Linked DNA regions of Mus musculus: region 2 is linked to region 1. Evidence: chromatin contacts called from public HiChIP or PLAC-seq data. All regions are on one chromosome and are shown on one strand. Each heading gives the region's core, a stretch centred on a gene start, on an enhancer-like site or on the middle of the called end of the contact. The rest is flanking DNA. Distances are from core to core; before and after follow the strand shown. Region 1 has its middle 33 kb from the start of Syf2. Region 2 has its middle 30 kb from the start of Ldlrap1.

Evidence for each region. HiChIP or PLAC-seq counts read pairs in DNA pulled down with a chosen protein or histone mark.
Region 2: an H3K4me3 HiChIP or PLAC-seq map of bone marrow-derived macrophages shows a contact between it and region 1, with 4 times the contacts expected there. The contact joins two enhancer-like sites. A contact is called at or near these places in 2 of 484 Hi-C or Micro-C datasets (the N1E-115 cell line and embryonic stem cells) and 1 of 115 datasets of contacts at active chromatin or transcription factors (bone marrow-derived macrophages).

Annotation. Positions count from the first base shown.
Region 1 is chr4:134,961,786-134,965,854 of GRCm38.p6, forward strand. No RefSeq gene overlaps it. Among named protein-coding and RNA genes, the nearest start is that of Syf2, 33 kb to the left of the region's middle. Within about 2 kb of position 1,751, at least 32 of the 459 cell types and tissues checked have an H3K27ac peak or open chromatin away from gene starts, as enhancers often do. A contact at or near this core is called in bone marrow-derived macrophages, where this site is marked.
Region 2 is chr4:134,796,287-134,800,406 of GRCm38.p6, forward strand. No RefSeq gene overlaps it. Among named protein-coding and RNA genes, the nearest start is that of Ldlrap1, 30 kb to the left of the region's middle. Within about 2 kb of position 2,790, at least 33 of the 459 cell types and tissues checked have an H3K27ac peak or open chromatin away from gene starts, as enhancers often do. A contact at or near this core is called in bone marrow-derived macrophages, where this site is marked.

The DNA of each region.
Region 1 (4,069 bases), core at 501-3,000:
AGGGCTGTTGAGACAGCTCAGTGGGCAAAGGCTTGGTGCCAGCCCAGAACTCACATGGTAGAAGGGAGGAATCAACTCCTGAAAGTTGTCCTTTGGCCCCCACGTGTGTACCATGGTATTTAGGTGACCTCCAAATAAACAAATGCAAAAATATTAAAACTAACTGTGGGGCTGGCGAGATGGCTCAGTGGTTAAGAGCGCCGACTGCTCTTCCGAAGGTCCTGAGTTTAAATCCCAGCAACCACATGGTAGCTCACAACCATCCGTAGATCTGATGCCCTCTTCTGGTGTGTCTGAAGTCAGCTACAGTGTACTTACATATAATAAATAAATAAATAAATAAATACATCTTTAGAATGCATCTCTTAAAAAAAAAACCAACTAACTAACTGTGTATTTAAAGTGTATAACCAGCTCCTGCATACACCTACTGAACCATCACTGTGGTCTGAAATGGTGTGCAAAAAAATAACTCTCACTCCTAAAAGGCTTTCTGTGCCATTTGTACTCCCTCTCTTCCACCACAGGCTGCCACTGCTTTTTTTCTTTCTAGCATCCCAGATGAGGGTGGGTGTTCTGGGACTTCGTGTGAACGGAGTCTGTAGTTTGTCATCTCCTGTCACTGTCTTTCACTTAACACGATGTTTTTAAGGCTCCCCTGTACTGTTAACAGATCATGGTCTATTTCTTTTTATTACTGAATAATATTCCTTGGAGGGAAAAACCACACACACTGTTTTCCGTTCACCTGCTGAAACTCATTTGAGTGACTTTGAGGATTTGGCTGTTGGGAGTAAAACAGCTACACGTATTTGGGCACGAGTCTTTTTCATATAAAGATTTTATTTAACTTTATCTTGAGACAGGGCTGGCCTTGAATGCCTAGAGGTCTATCAGCCCCTGCCTCTCCAGTGCTGGGATTAAGGGTGTGTGCCATCGTGCTTGGCCCTAAAGATTTTCTTTTCAATTATGTATATTTGTGCCTGGGTAGGTACATGTGGGTGCAGGTTCTGTTGAAGGCCAAAAAGGGGCGACAGATCCCCTAGATTTGGAGTGACAGGCGGTTGTGACAAACCTGGCTTGGGATCCCGGCTGGGAATAGAACTCAGTTCCTCCAGTGAGCTAGCTCTCCATCCCTGACAGTGTGGTGGAGTGCCTAGGGCAGAGCAGCGTACTTTCTTGCTCAAGGAGCATTCAGAGGCCTCCTCTCAGTGCTTTGGAGCTTTCTGGCCACGGGCAGCTGTGGGACTGTTCTCGAAGAGCCTCTGTGGGTGCGGGGAGGGGGCAGTTAGAGTGCACTCCGTGAGGGGGTCCAGGGAGAGTCACAACAGGGTGGGAGGATCCAGTGGGCGGGCAGTGTGCTGTATCAGTAGGCTTCTGTCCCACGAAGCCTGCAAATTGGAGCCAGGAGCCTGCAGATGGCGCTGCTGAGCGCCCAGCTAAGAACAGCGGAGCAGAGGTAGAGGTCTCTGGGGACCTTGGCACTGCTGCTTCAGAGGATCATGGCTTCCCAGTCAGCGTGTCCCACCTCAACTTCCTGGGTAGCTCCTCGGTTCTGAGCTTGGCGACTGAGGTGGAGGGTAGGCGAGGAAGTCACCATGGCGTGCAGACTGAGGAACAGAAATGATTTACATCTGCAAAATGAAAGAGCCCAGCTTTTCGTGTGTTCTTGGGGACTTGGGAGAACGCTCATCTTGCCCCAACCCTGCCAGCTGTAAATCAAGGTTCGCTGCTGGCTCAGCATCTGTGTGGACTCAGAACCCAGTAGCGCATCTTCCTGGCACAGGACATACATGGGCGCTGTCAGCAAACAGGAACCAGCTAATAAATGTCTCCAGAGGTGGACTGAGGGGCGGGGCTATGTGAAAATTCTCCCCCCCCCCCCACATCAGGTCCAAATTCAAGGTCAAGTTCTCAGTTGTAGGTAATGAATTGCTGGAAGCTTCCTCCTCCCCCTCCCCCTCCTCCTCCCCCTTCCCTTCCTCTTCCTCCTCCTCCTTTCTTCTTCTTCCTCCTCCTCTTCCTCCTCCTCCTCTTCCTCCCCCTCCTCCTCTTCCTCCTCCTCCTCCTCCCCCTTCCCCCTTCTTCTTCTTCTTCTTCTTCTTCTTCTTCTTATTATTATTATTATTATTATTATTATTAAAGTTTTTGAAACAGGGTTTTTCTATGTAGCCCAGACTGACCTAGAACTCTTTGTGTAGACCAGGATGGCCTCACACAAACTCACAGAGATCTGCCTCCTGAGTGCTGGGTTTAAAGGTGTGAGCCACCTCATCCAGCTTGAAGCTTCTTTTTGCCACATGATATATGTGGGAGAGACCTGGGGCCTGGATGGAGGCAAAGGAGAAGCAGGCCTAGAGACCCTGGGAAGGGGGTTGAGGATGGGATGATGGTCAGGAGAGCGAGCCTGGGAGAGTTTGGCAGAGCTCTTTGCGAGGGTTGAACCCAGCCGGACAGCCTGCGATTCTGGGATGGAGGGGCATTTTAGTTTGAGGACTGGGTGAGTCTATTCAGATGACTGGGAGCCAGAAAGGCAAACCATCTGGAGACCCATCCCAATGGGTGAGGGAGTCCCTGGCTTCCTTCCTTTCCCAGTGATAACAAGGAGGTTGTAGTTTATGGAGCTGGCTCTCGTCTTCATTCACCATGTTGGTTTTCGGGACTCATTCAGGGAGCTTGGCAGCAAGCTCCTTTATCTGGTGAGTCATTTTGCTGGCCCTGAGCTAGAGCCTCTATTCAGACTTACTCGGTCGTCTCAGTTTCTTTTTAGGGTTCCTCACCTGTTGGATAGTCTCCATGGAGTACATTTGTCACATGTGCACATAGGCCTCTACATTTTCCCCATCGGTGTGTGCAGGTGTGTGTGTGTGTGTGTGTGTGTGTGTGTGTGTGTGCAGCCTGTTGGCCAGCTATAACAAAGCTTAGATGACTTGGCCTCTTAAAACCCACAGACCTTGGGCAGAACAAGGATGGGACTGTGGGGTGACCAGGAGAGCTACCTACATCCCTAGGTCTTCAAATTTGGGTATTTGAATAGAATTCTTGCACCAGCCATGGGGGAAGATGGGATTATCATCATCTCTGTTTTGCTTAGGAGGAAACTGAGGCACAGATAACCTGTAAATGATTGTCTAGGCCAGGCCTGATCGCCTGCCCAGAGAACTACATTGACAGCTCTTGCTCCTTGGAAGTGGCTGTGGTGTCGAGGAAAGTGAGGCTCAGAATATCAGCAGAGATTGGCGTTCTGGCTCCTGTAGGAGTCCATTTATCTTCCTCCTGTCACCGGCTCCTGAGATAGCTATTTTTCTGCCTTCCGGAAATGTGTGGAAGGCTTAAGGGCCTGTTCCTCCTGCCAGCGAGCGCGGTTTGCAGAGAGGCAACAGCCAACTGCCACTTCGCAAAGATGGCTGCGTGGATCTCACTGGAGCTTAAACATGTATTGTGTTACCCTCTGCCTCTCCACGACTCACACCACTCTACAGTTGGCCTGTCATCGTGCCTCCTAAAGTTCACACTTAGCCACCCAGCCCAGTGACAAGCCAGCTTTCCTCAGCAACAAAGCTACTTCACAACATCACCTCCCCGCTGCTGCCCCTGGGGAATCTATGTTGTTTCCCTAAGGGGCAATGTCCTGATCCTCCAGGGTCTCAGCCCCCGTTCCCTGTCCACCACAACCTGGGTGAGTGGTTTTCATCTCTGCTCAGTAGTCTAGATTGACAAAGAGGAGAGGTATATCGACTACCACAATGGCTGTTTCTCTCCAAGCTACCAGGTCACAGTCCCTCTCTGGTCCCATATCCCTGGGCTCTGCACAGACTCTAGGCCATCCTGGGCTACATGAGAACCTTTCTCAAAACAAACCATCAAACAAACAAACAAACAAGAATCCCCAGAGTGGATAGTTTGTTTATTTTCCTTATGAACCCTCTGGCTCCTTTGAGGAATCCAGGAATCCCTAAGCAAGTCAAGACCTGTCTCAAATTGACCCCAATAGACACTTTTGGGGTTCCTGCTGCATTCCAGGTTATTCCTGAAACCCTGTCTCAGGAGGCACTCTGTGTGGCTTTTG
Region 2 (4,120 bases), core at 1,540-4,039, 160 kb before region 1:
GCACATATGTAAGAGTGGTCTGCTCTTGTTGCAGCTAAGGATTGAAGCAGCGCTCACACATGCTAGGCAAATGCTCTGCCACTGGGCTTAGATCCCCAGCTCCCTTCCCTTTTTAATCTGAGTCACCTGCCCCCTCTAAGTTGCCTGGGCTGCCTGAGAACTCACTTCTGTAGCCCACTGGGGCCTTGAGATGGCATCTCCCGCCCCCCCACCCCCAGCCTCTGAGTAGCTGGGATCATGAACCCCCACCCCACCCCCAGCCTGCCTGGGAGAGGTCCTCTTTTTTTTTTGTAAAAGCTCCTAGTCTCTGTATGCTTTAGACTGTCCCCTCCAGGAAACTGAAGTGTTTGGGTGTCCCCCCTCCCCCCAACTGTCTGACACGTGGTAAGTTCAGGAGGAAAACATCTCAGATGTGGTAACTGGTTAGAGCAGTCTCCCTCTATGCTGTCCTGAGAAAAGGGCGTGGCTCCAGAGTTAATCACTTGCTGAACGCGCCTCCCAGTGCCATCACTTGGGGGCTGGGATGTCAACATAGGAACTAGGCAGAGACATGCATATTTGGACCTTGGCAAGGTCCTGAATCTCCTTCCTAGGTTCCTGATCTCTAGCCTGGAGTTCGGCCACAGGGGACCTGAGCAGGCACTTTCTCTGTGTAAGTCCTTTTGGCTGTAGTAACAAGCAGCCCTAGATTTTCCTGACTGACACAGGAAGACAGTCCTGTGTCACCACCAGACCTGAGGGCTGGCTTTGACTTCCCCCAGCTGTCCCTCTTCTTAACCAGGACAACTGTTCTTGTAGAAAGCAGGAGGCTGAGTTCCAGATATATTTGACACTTCTGCTCTTGGCCACAACTTAGTACAGGCCACAGCAAGGAGGGACGGAGTTATTATCCCTGCCTGATGGTGAGGGAGCCCGTGGTCCCTGTGGGGAGCCATGCCCATCCACCTGGGCCTCAGAGGCAGCTCTGACTCTCACCAGCCCAGAACACACAGACTCATGGCAGGGGCAGCTCCTGCCAGCCAACTGCCCTGCTGGCTGGCTGCTTTCTCTCTCTGGCTGGCTTCCTCACCTTTCCTGACAGCACAGTGCTTGCTCTGCCTCTGTCCCCTTTGAGCTTCTCCTGGCCACAGATCCTATGGTTTATTATCGGAAAACCTGAGATAAAGCCAGTTATGGTGGTGCATGCCTGTGGTCCCAGCTATGTCAGAAGCTTGAGGCCAGAGGACCACTTGAACCCAGGAATTTGAGGCCAGCTTGGGCAAGACAGCAAAGGAGAGCAAGCCTCAGTCGATGAAGCCTACAAATCACCAATGCAGGTGATGTTCACGGACCTTCTTGGGCTAGGTGACATTGGTAAACATCACTGTAAGAGATGTGACTGAGAGAAATGGAGGCTGGGGCCTAGAGAGAAGCTCAGTGACTGGGGGAAGTGAGAGACCGAGTCTAGCTCCAACTTCTCCAGCTCCAGCCACCAGAATTTATTTCCTCTGAGGCCCCAAGTCACCGGGACAGAAGGTCGCTCTCAAGCCCTGTCCTCTAGTCCGTTTTCCAACCCTGCTGCCAAAAACCACACAGCTCAATTCAGCCCAGATGTCAGGTTGGTAGAAAAGGGCATGATACCAGGCCCTAGGTAATCCACCAAGCAGGCAGAGTGGGAGCCACGGCCCCGCCTCTCCCAGGGCCTGCAGGGAGTACAGAAGTGGGCTGGGTATGCAGGTGTTTGAACAGACACTCCAAATCCTTGGCCAGGTATGGTCCAAGAGCCCACAGTAGCAGCACTCAGAGGCAGAAGGGATGGGGATTGTGGCTAGCCTGCTCTACACAGAGACACAGTTTCAAAAACAAATGTATCAGGCATGGGAGCTCAAGCCTGTCTGTCATCCCAGCTGTTGAGATGCCAAAGCGGTGGGTAACAGAGTTCAAGGCCAGCCTGGACGCTACATAGCAAGATACTATCTCTAAATGGATTACAGATAGATAGACAGACAGATGATAATCAATAGATAAATACATAGTTGACAGATAAATGATAGATGATTGATAGAACTTGCTCTCTCTCTCTCTCTCTCTCTCTCTCTCTCTCTCTCATTTCAAGGCAGGGTTTCTCTGTGTAGCCCCAGCTGTCGTGGAACCTGCTCTGTCAACCAGGCTGTCCTCGAACTCACAGAGCTCTGCCTACCTCTGCCTTCCAAGTGCTGAGATTAAAGGCACTTGCCACCATCACCCGCATCACCTGGCTCTCCCAATTTTAAATGTCTGAGATTCTATGCAACTCAAACAGTATGTCCACAGCCACGGGAGCAGAGGGGGGCACCTCTGAGGTTAAATACCTTGGCCTACTCCCCGCCACTCGGCTGTGGATGTTCCTAGCATTTCAGAACAGCCATGTGTGAACGAGTGGATCACTGTCCTTGGGCAGTCTGAACCCAAACACTCTGAACTCCAACTCTGGGGACAGTGCACTGCTGAGGTGACAAGACAAACCCTCAGCTACCTTGAGCACTCGGACGACTGTGACCCCACTAACTTTCTCCCTCAGGCAGACACCCCAGGAGAACTAACAGCTGGGGGTAAGTGCTAGAGGGACTTCCCTTAGGCTGCATAGCTCCTTTCTGAGTCGTTCTCCCCCTCCCTCTTCTTCCTTCTCCTCCCTCTTCTCCCTTCTCCTCCCTCTTCTCCCTTCTCCTCCCTCTCCTCCCTTCTCCTCCCTCTCCTCCCTCTTCCCCTCCTCCTATTATTGTGCATGTGACCAAAAGTGCAAAGGCGCCAAGGCAGGCATGGTGGTCAGAGGTCAATGCTCCGTAGTCAGTTTTCTGCTTCTGTCATGGAATTTGGGGATCAAGGTCAGGTCCTGAAGGCTTACATAGCAAGCACTTTCACCCCCTGAATCATTTCACCACTCTCCTTCCTTCTTTTCTTCCCTTGATTTGTCTTTCAATTACATTTAAACTGTTTTAAAATTCATTTATTATGAAAGTAATCAGGTTTACTGTTGGAAATTTGGGGATATATACCAGTGGGAGGGAAGCCAGGGAAGCCTTCCTCACTAGTAAGCTGCATCTATCCAGTACCTGGCCACTCAGCACCCCTAGGAGGTGACTTGGTGTTTGTCAGTGACAGACTCTGTAGCAAAGTCTTTAGGGAAGAGCCTCCCATGCCCAGCTGAGCTGGCGGGTGGGGAGTAGCCAGGGCTGAGATAGCCTGCGCCCTCTGCTGGCAGCTGGTGGACATGGCTTCAGGCAGCGGTTCAGGTCAGTGGCTCTCAGAGGTTCTCAGATTCAGTTGGGGCTGGAGAGGGGAACCGAAGGACTAGTGCAGGTTTAGGGTCCAGCCATGGTGTCACAGGTAAAGAGCCTGTAGCCAAACCTGGTACCTACAGGAGCCCACTCTGACATCTACACATCTGCTGTGACTCACCTCCTTCAGCCCCATCCCAGGAAATAAACGTGAAAGGAAATAAAACGTAACTACAGGTTTCAGGTCAAACTCACTAAAGGTCCTGCCACCCTCAGTTCCACATCCCCGTTATCTCCACTGTATCCAGACTGCACTGCTAAGAACGAGGACAGAGCAGCTTCCAGAAGATGCTCATCTTTTTTTTTTTAATTTAATTTTATTTTTTTAAATTATTTTTGACAATGCTCATCTTGACTTCTTGCACAGGTAAGCCTTAGATGCTTTCGAGAAGTACTACAGAGAGCAACTCCAGGCTCTAGAGAGCCCAGCCCAAGGAGGACTGAGCTTGAACAGCGAGCAAGGGCAGAGGAGCTGAGACGGGAGAAGGCAGAGCTGTTCAGAGCCAGCCAAGGAAGGAAGGAGGCAAGAAGAGCATGGTACCCTTGGGAGAACTAAGATTGTTGGACTGTGTCAGCCAGAATCCTTCCTGGAGGAAGGACCAGAAAAAGCCTAACTTGTTCTCCGAGCACCGGGCTGTTGAAGGAATCTTCGCGCCTTGCTAAAACAAGCAGACACTTGTGGGGGAAATCTGACAAGAAACACAGGAAAGCAGACAGGCAGATGGGAGACATGGTGAATAGGCTCCTTCTGCTCTCTGCCTGTCCTGGAGGCAGTCTGTTTAGACTCGTCTAAAACCCTGCAGTATGGCACTGTTTCAAGATGC